Linked DNA regions of Mus musculus: all the other regions are linked to region 3. The links are chromatin contacts, called in public HiChIP or PLAC-seq and promoter capture Hi-C maps. All regions are on one chromosome and are shown on one strand. The core of a region is the stretch at or near the end of the contact, and the rest is flanking DNA. Distances in the headings are between cores, read along the strand shown.

Region 1 (2,857 bases), core at 325-2,824, 590 kb before region 3:
ACCCTGACACGAGTGTTCAGGGAGCTGGCTGCCCAGGGCAGGGCCCACGGTGTGGAGGACTTCTCTGTGAGCCAGACCACTCTGGAGGAGGTGACTTCGGGCACCATCAAAGGGTTTGAAGGGAAGAGCTGAGGTGCCTCAGGACCCTGGGCTGACATCTACCCCCACCCCATGCATTTCTGCCCCCTCCATGTCTCTGCCCTGCCAGGTGTTCCTATATTTCTCCAAAGACCAAGGGGAAGAGGAAGAGAGCAGTCGGCAGGAGGCTGAAGAAGAGGAGGTTTCCAAACCTGGCCGGCAGCATCCCAAACGTGTCAGCCGATTCCTGGAAGACCCCAGCTCTGTGGAGACCATGATCTGAGCATGCCTGCCTTGGGACTGAGTGGCAAAGCTCAGACAGAGGATCTCTGTACCATACGCTGGCTCCCAGAAAGCCTTGGGCTCTGGGGGAAATAAAAAGAAACTAGAATGAGAATGAGGCCACGGCTGAGTTTGTGTTTTAGGAGTCTTAGCTCTGTACAGTCCCATACACTATCACATGTACAGTATGCGCGTGTGTCCTGCTGTGAATTGCCTGCAACACGGACACTTCCCAGGTGTCCAGTCACACGTATCCTGACCTGCATGTACCTATGTGGGTCTGACACCCAAGGGCGGGACTTGTGAGTGTTTCTGACCGTGAAGTAGAGATGAGGTCAGGCTTGTGGAATGTTCCAGACGGTATAGAGGACCCTGGTACTTTCCTGGCCTGACCGGACCAGAAGCCCACCCCAGAGCCAGCCAGTCTTCATCCTGAGACAACCTCCCAAGCCCACCCCCAGCCATCCAACTATGAGTGGGAGGCACGGGACCCTTAAGGGGCTCCTCGGCTGGGTTTGTGGCTGGACCAGAGCTTGGAGAGCGGGCCTAGGTACTGCAGGCTGCGGCCTTTCTGGGCTGTGTCCCCGAGAGCCACCCAGTGTGCCTGAGGTCAGTGGAGTTTGGGATGGTTAAGGGACATGGTGTCTAAATTATTAAATAGTACCTCTGGGGATCCTGAGACCTGAAGCTCAGAGCTGGGATATAGAGGGCAGAGTGGGAGTGGGAGCTAAGTGGAGGCCAGCAGGGCAGTGGAGCTCCTGGGTTGCTGGATGGAAGCCACCCAGGCATGGCACCTTCAGGTCCTATGGTCCCCAGAAGACTGTAAGGCTGGTGATTATAGGGAATGGGGGGTCACCTGTGCATGGTGAGGGACTCAGGGGGTGTCTGTTTGATCTGTGTGTGAACCTGTTGCTCAGCCTCCTCTCTGGTCTTTCATATCAGTATACACATGACACTGCCTTTCTTGACTGTATGTTATGTCCCAAGCAAGAGTCAGCTAATGCCTGGATCGGGTGGCCACACAGGACACAGGCTGCAAGTGGAAGGTGGCCTGCTGTGGGGAACCTGTGTCAGAGTCAGTGTGCAGAGTCCTATAAGAGCTGACACTTGGGACAGTCACACTGGGGGCGGATCTGAGGTGTCACCTCCCTCCCTCTGCTGGGGAGCCTTTTCCTGTGTAGGAGACTTATGCGCCAATGAGAGCCAAGCCAGTCACGTGTGGCTCTGACAGCTGGGGAGGGGGTGGCCCTGAGCAATGTGGTCCAGAGACAGCCTGCACCAGGAGTTGCAGGACTGAGACCACCCCCAGACTCCCACCCTGCCGTTGCCCGCCTGTCCTCACCTAGGGCCACTGGGGCTGACTCCACCATGTTCTCTCGGAAGAAGCGAGAACTTATGAAAACTCCCTCTATTTCCAAAAAGAACCGCGCGGGGAGCCCCAACCCGCAGTCCTCCTCAGGGGTGAGTGGGGCACAGAGCGGGTGGGGACCCAGGATGACACCCACAGCCTGTGGTCACTGATGGGCATAGCATGCAACTACAACACCATGCTGGGTCCACGCTGGGGGAACCGGGCCAGCTATAGTCCACACCAGGCAGAATGGCCGGCGACAAGGAGTGGCCTGAACCTAGGAGGCCGCATTACGGTAGGTAGGGATGGCCTTGGGTGGCAACCAAGTCACCCATCTTGATGAGGGATGTCCCCGTCGTGTGCCAATGACGGTTGTGGGTAGTGGGTAGAACTGGTATTGGAGTCTAGTGACTACACTGTAATATGGGGTCTGGGCAATTTTAGGGTTCTGAAAGCCAATGGGGAACTGGTGTTGAACTGGGGTGCAGGTGTACAGAGCAGATTGGGGGGGTCTCCAAGTTTCTCCAGGACCTGCTGCTGCCTGCTGAGCTTTTGAGAATTTGTGAGGTTTAGGGGTACCTCTACTAGGTCTGGGGGTGTCCTGAGACACAGGAGCCTGATGATCTTTTCAGGTCACAGAAGTTATCCATGTTTTTAGAAAGTGGACACCCGTAGAGGTATCTGGGGTGGCTACAGGGTTAGAGACTCACAAGAGTCCTCCCCACCCCCACCAGGAAGTGGGGTGCCCCCTCCCTCCTGTGCCCCACAGGCCCCGCCTCTGGCTGTGGTTTGGGTAGGGACGGTTGTTTGTGAAAGCTATAGACAGGAGGATGTTGGGTAACAGGTGGGGGGGGGGGAGCTTAAAATTCTCTGCCCACTGACCTCTGACCCCTGTGAGGACTTTCTGGGGAAACTGAGGCAGTGTCTGGGATGGGGGATCCCCTTGACTCCTCTTCCCTATGCATACCTAGGAGCTGCCCAGGAAGGATTGGACAGAAGCTCCCGGCCTGGAGCCACCAGCCACATCCCTGTCCACGGTAGCCAAGGGCACAGGGACACTCAAAAGACCCACCAGCCTGAGCCGCCATGCCAGTGCAGCAGGCTTCCCGCTCTCGGGCACTGCCACCTGGACCCTGGGCCGTGGGT
Region 2 (3,113 bases), core at 198-2,697, 750 kb after region 3:
TCCCGCCTCTCATTCAGGAAGCGAACATAGCCAGTGACGGGGGCCTTGGGCCCATTTGGGAGAATCTTCTTTCTTTTTTTGCCTTTGGGCCAGCCTCGCTTCTTCACTGGCTGCAGGAGGAGGCTGTGTCCTTGGGAGGGGCTCTGGGAAGTGTGGGTGGGGGTCTGGGGCATATGGGCGGGGCCTAGTCTAGTGGTAGGTCGGCAGATCAAGGGTCAGAACTCTAGAGAACCTACGGGTCCTGCACCAAGACAGCCTCCTAGGGGTGGGGCTGAAGCCACTGACAGGCTAGGCTGGGGTGTGGCCTCTTGCTAGGCAGTGGGAGGATCTTATAGTCTGGATTTGTGAGGTATGTGTTGCTGAGCCAGCGGCCGGCCAGGCTTTTCAGATGGGGACTCACCTCCTCCTCCTGGGGCCCCTTCTCTCCAGCTCGGGAACCCTCGCTGCGCTCCTGCTTGACAGCCACTACAAAGGCCCCGTGCTGGCCCGGAGTCTTGCCTCCCGCAGGTCTTGGGGACAATGGAAACCAGCGTCATCCATCAGTGCCAAAATCATTCCCCCATACCTACCCATCCCCTTCTTGTCATTGGAGATCACAGAAGTATGTGGGAGCACGCATGAGCCTGGAAAAAGGGGGTGGGGACCCAGAGTTTGAGGATCCAAGGATCACAGTAGGCCACTGGCGGGGTGGGGACGGAGGACGAGGTGAGTTGGTCCTGGGGCCTGGGAGGAAGATGAGATAGTGAGGAAGGCCATAGGGTGTCTTGGCAGTTCTACAGGGAGTACAGAAATCCCCGAAGGGTGACAGGACATGGTCAGAAGTTCCTGTAGTGGGGATAAGGTAGGTAGGGTATAGGGACAGGACAGGATCAGGGGTTCCCAAAACAGAGGTACACAGAGGTACCTGAGGATGAGACAGGGTATGTCCAGAGATCCCAGCGTGGACATGGTGTGTTTAGGGGTACCCGAGGGTGGATATAGGGAATGTTTAAGAGTTCCCAAGGATGCAGGACAGGACATGTCCAGGAGTACCCGGGGTGGAGACAGGGCATGACCCCTGGTACTCGAGATGGACACAAGGCATTTCCAGGGGTACCCGACGATGGGGACAGGGCTTATCCAGGGTCGGGACAGGCTGGGGGAGGCGCACTCACGCGGTGGCTGCGCCTGGCTGCCGGGGACCGTGGGACATGGCCACTCCGGGCGGGATCTGGAACAGAAGCCGGCAAAGGTCAGGGGGTCCTGCCTGCCACCTCGATGGGAACCGCAGGGCGATCCCCGGGGGGCCCGGACCGGGGAGGCGGATCCCGGGGCGGGGAGGTCCTCGGGCAGGAGGCCCCGCGATCCTTTGTTGCGAGATCGAGTCCCGGAGGCCGCGCCCCGCAGCCCCCGCCCCGCGCAGGCCCGGACTTCCCGGCTCTTTTCACCTCTGAAAAAACTTTCCCGGGACCTGAGACGCGGCGACGGTCCAACCAAGCGCCCGCGCCCGCTCCGCCCTCATGCTAATGAACCCAAGGATAGCGCTCTAATTGGCTGAGGCCTCCATGAGAGGTGGGGTCATGCAGATTAGTCTCGGCGCGCCGGGCGGTGGTTGGCTGAAGATCTGCGGAGCCGCGTGGGAGGTGCGTCGGCAGGTTGCGGGCGGGTGCGTCAAGTTCGGCTGCGCTCCGGCGCGCTCGGGACCAATCGGAGGCGACTGGCGGCGTGCTGTGGGGCGGAGCTCCTTAAAGGGCCAGTAGTCCCCATTCTGACCGGTGAGCTAGGGTGTGGAGATGGGGACCGGGGATATTCGGCAGAAGAGGCGTTTTTAGTAGGCTTCTAAGGAAGGAGTTAGGTTCCAAAGAGGCACCCCCCGCCCCTGCAGTACGGCCAGGTGTAGTTTTTCTTACTACGTTGAAAAAAAATGGGTCTGGTGAGATTGCACAGCACTTGAAGGTGCTCGCCACCTAGTGGACGACTTGCATTCGGAACCCACAAAGTGGAATGTGAGAATGGTTTTCCAGCAAGTTGTCCTCTGAACTCCACTGTGTGCTGTGCCATGTGCATCACACACAGACCTAAATCAATAAATGAACGTATGCTTTATAAACGGAGGACTGGGGAAATGACCACCAGGCACTGATTTCCCTTCCCGTGGAACCTTGATTTTACTCTCTGACCAAGGGGTACATTGAACCATAGGAGGAGTAACAGGCTGGGAGGCTGACACCTAGATCTGAGATAGAAGCTGGGCTAAGAGCATTTTCATTAAAAAAAAAAAAAAATCATTTTGAAGGTCAGTGCGGACTGACTCAGCAAGCCAAGGGGTTTACAGAGAAACCCAACAACTTGAATTTGATCCGCATTATCCAAATGGAAGAGACAGCACCACACATCTAGGTTGCCAAATGTGATTTTACTCCAGTCTTCTGTAACATCCCACAGTAAAAGAGAAACTGAGAGTTGGTTCTATGGTTAGGAGTGCCTGTTTCTTTTGCAGAGAACCTGGGTTCGATCCCCAGCACCCATTTGTCTGCTAAAAAGTATCTGTAACTGTCCCAGGAGACCTCTTTTTACCCTTTTGAGCATTAGGCAAGCAAACAGGCTTACATGCAGGGAAAATGCTCATAAACGTGAAATAATAGGTGTCAGATCTTGTTACAGATGATTGTGAACCACCATGTGGTTGCTGGGATTTGAACTCCGGACCTTTGGAAGAGCAGTCAGGTGCTCTTACCTACTGAGCCATCTCACCAGCCCAAATAAATCTTTTTAAAAACAAATGATTGAAGATATTGCTCAGTGGTTTAAATAAAACCTGCTGCTCTTCCAGTTCGATTCCTGGTAGCCACACTAAGGGCTGGGAGTGTGGTCAGAGTGGAGCCCCGCCCATAATTCCCCTGGAGGGGTTGGGGCAGGGTTAGGGTGTTTCCATCCCATCATGCACTGCGGTCGTGGGCTCAGTCCTCCCGTGCTGTTTGTAAACTGAAACTCTGTGATGGGGTAATGTTGGCCAGGTGACGCATTGTAATGATAGCATGTGTTTATGGGACCACACACATGCTTACACATGCAGCATGTGCTTATGTCTATCTTAATGGCAGGTGCAAGTGACGCCCCCCAAACTCAACAGG
Region 3 (2,960 bases), core at 194-2,693:
CAGAGCCATCTCTACAGCTCCTGGCCTAGCATTTCTATGGACCTGGGCTTAGTCAAAAAATATTAAAGAAACAACATGGGTTTCCTGGTGGCCCTGTTTTGGTGTGATGACCCAAAACTTGGTTTTCTTCCCAAGACCCTTGGTTCACATGGCTTCCTAGAAGCCAGACACTGTACCTAAGGGTTCTAGCTTCGTTTTTTTGTTTGTTTTTCGAGACAGGGTTTCTCTGTATAGCCCTGGCTGTCCTGGAACTCACTCTATAGACCAGGCTGGCCTCGAACTCAGAAATCTGCCTGCCTCTGCCTTCCAAGTGCTGGGATTAAAGGCGTGGACCACCACCACCCGGCTTGGGTTCTAGCTTTGTAATGCTGGTCATATCCACACTAATCTCCCACTTATCTGTCTTGCAAGCAGCCATACACCAAACTCATGGGACCTACTCTGCTCTGATAAGCTGGTCACAAGGCATTCCTTATTCCAGAAAGATTGTGTTTGGCAGACAGGCCTAGAAGATTGCAAACAGGTTGATCCTGGAGCCAACCCCAGGCTCTCTGGTGCCACTTTCTACCTTCCTGCTGGTCAGGGCTCAGCCAGGCAATCTGCTGTTTATGTCCTAAGCCACAGAGGAAGAAGGACCCTGGGAGAGACTCAGGGACTCTGGCCTGGGAATGACATGTTGGGCAGATAAAGCTACACTGTGAAACTCTTTATCTAAAACAATAATTAACTAAAAGGTATTAATGTTAGGTCATCTCTCCTGCCTCTATTACTTGTTCATTTATTTTCTTCATCTTTTGTTTTTGTTTTTTAAAGACAGGATCTGTCCTGGAACTCCCAGTGATTTGCCTGCCTCTGCCTCCCAAGTGCTGGGGTTAAAGGCCCTCGCCCCAACCATCTTGAACTTTTGTTCTCTTGTATCCACCCCCAGAGTGCAGGCATGACCAGCTTGTGCCATGAGGAATGCTATGTATGGAATCCAGGTTCTCCTGGGTGCTAGGAAAACACTCCATGAACAGCCCCAGCCCCAGACTTATTCAGAAGTTCACATATCTGTTTCACCCATGTACAGATGAGGAGAATGAGGGCCTGAGTGGACCTAAAACTTCAGACTACAGTCACTTTCCAAGCAGTAAAAGTGATTGTTCACCAGCAACATGGGACTTTACAGAAGTATGATGGCAGATGCTCTTTGAGTGACTAATGGCCATAGAGTCTCCTTCTGCCTCAAGTCTTCTCTCTGCTGATGTCTCAAAGTGTCACAAAGGGGCCGAGTTCAGTGCCATCCCAGGATCTCAAACCACAGTATTCTACTCGCTGCAGCACACATAAGAAAACCCCCTAGACTCAGCAAGGCCTTGTGAAGCAGCCACGCGCACGGCCTTAAGGGAAATGTAGTCGCATCGCGCAGGCCCCGCCCATGGAACTACGCTCCCGTGGTGCCCCGCGGTGGCAGGCGTGGCGGCCCGGTTGCTAGGACTTGGATAAGCGTGGCGTTCGCTCGGGTGTCCCTCAGGTGAGCAGCCGCCGTAGGGGTTCGGCTTTCGCCGTTCCGAATCCGCCATGGGGCACCGGAGATGGTGACAAGGCAAGGGCGGTGGACAGGGAAAGAAGGCCTTATCGGGACAGACCGCGTAGCCTGAGAGGGTTGTGCGCGTCCCGGGAGGCGGTGGGAGTACGCGTGCGCGAGTAGTCAACGCTAGTACGCGTGTGCACAGGGCTTTTCGCCCACCGCGCCCTATGCCGTTGGTTTGCGGCGCACGCGTGTACCCTACTTCTGATTCCGGAAACCCTGTGATTTCCAGCTGCTTCCGGTTGTATGTTCCGGGTCATCACAGTCCCCTGCCTCAGGGTTATCTTATCCACCATCCTTACAGCAGGTGTGCAGTTTCCCTTTAAGCTCTTGTACCCTATGGGGTTTCTTGGGGTATCTTGGTGGTACCAGGGATCGAATCCTGGACTTTGGTTATATTAGACTGGCACTGGACTACTGATCCCCTTCCCCTCCCTTCAGAAGTGGATTCCAGGAGCTTTCGCTAATCTTTGTACCCAGCCCTTAAATGGATGATTCCAGGCAGGGACTCTACCCCTGCGCCACACCCCATCCCCTCACAAGGGGCCCTAACCTAAGCTTCAGTCCCTCACTGGTGGACATAGGTAGGCTCAGCACTGCTGAGCTCTACCCCGAGCCCACTTCATTTTTTTTATTTTGGAAGTTTCCTGTACCGCTGAAGCTGGCCCCGAACTCCCATCTAGTGGCTTATTGAGTGACTTGTATTTCAGGCCTGAGCTTCCAGACCTGATCCTTGTAGTCTGTCCAGCCACGGTCCCATTCTTTTGGACCCTATACCCAGGACCCAAGGCCCATTGTTTGCCTGCAGTTGTTGAATGCAGAGGGCGTGTGGTTCCTCAGAGGTGGGAAGTGTCTGCTGGACCGCAGGTCCTTGTCTGTGGTACAAGGAGCCCCTTTCAAACCTGTTCCCATGCTGGTGTACAGTGGGCACCTGTCACCTAAAACAAGGGAATAACAGGCCACAATTGCAATGAACATGAAGGGCCCCTTTGGCCAAGCATTGGCTACCATCCTATAGCTATTAAACTCCTCTCCAGAGGCCCATAAGCCCAGGCTGTCATCTGTCCCCAAGGCATCCATCTTTCTGTGTCCCTTGTTGTCTAGTCTTGAGGGGACAAACAAAGCTGTGTCTTCTGCCCTGGAGACAGTGGCGCTTTGTAGCCCAGTCAGGCGCTGTGCGTTGTAGGCGTGGTGTATGCCCTGGGGAAGCCAGATGTCACCACGCCCTTCATGGGCTCTGCCTGCCATGGGGCCTTTGCAGGGGCAGCCATGGTGACACCAGGATCTCAGACACCCTTGGTGCTGTTCTCCCTTCTTAGTCTCAGGACTCCTAGTGGCACCCGTGACTCTCTAGTTAGCCCATAGAGACATTCAGTGTTGACCTGGGCAG

The links. Promoter capture Hi-C pulls out the DNA fragments that hold promoters and counts their contacts. HiChIP or PLAC-seq counts read pairs in DNA pulled down with a chosen protein or histone mark.
Region 1: a contact with region 3 is called in a FOXA1 HiChIP or PLAC-seq map of pancreatic cancer cells. The contact joins the promoter of Arhgap45 here to the promoter of Adat3 in region 3.
Region 2: a contact with region 3 is called in a promoter capture Hi-C map of erythroid cells, with 7 times the contacts expected there. The contact joins the promoter of Hmg20b here to the promoter of Adat3 in region 3. A contact is called at or near these places in 4 of 39 promoter capture datasets (cranial neural crest, erythroid cells, liver and 1 more).

What each region holds. Positions count from the first base shown.
Region 1 is chr10:80,015,098-80,017,954 of GRCm38.p6, forward strand. Arhgap45 (Rho GTPase activating protein 45) reads left to right here and starts at 1,575. Exons shown (of 23, transcript NM_001142701.1): 1 at 1,575-1,821; 2 at 2,683-2,857. The coding sequence starts at 1,729. Abca7 (ATP-binding cassette, sub-family A (ABC1), member 7) reads left to right here. Exons shown (of 47, transcript NM_001347081.2): 46 at 1-90; 47 at 209-475. The coding sequence ends at 361.
Region 2 is chr10:81,348,980-81,352,092 of GRCm38.p6, forward strand. It overlaps Hmg20b (high mobility group 20B), which reads right to left and starts at 1,448. Exons shown (of 9, transcript NM_010440.3): 1 at 1,155-1,448; 2 at 401-509; 3 at 1-110. The coding sequence starts at 1,192.
Region 3 is chr10:80,601,437-80,604,396 of GRCm38.p6, forward strand. Adat3 (adenosine deaminase, tRNA-specific 3) reads left to right here and starts at 1,444. Exons shown (of 2, transcript NM_001100606.1): 1 at 1,444-1,513. It overlaps Scamp4 (secretory carrier membrane protein 4), which reads left to right and starts at 1,446. Exons shown (of 7, transcript NM_019575.4): 1 at 1,446-1,513.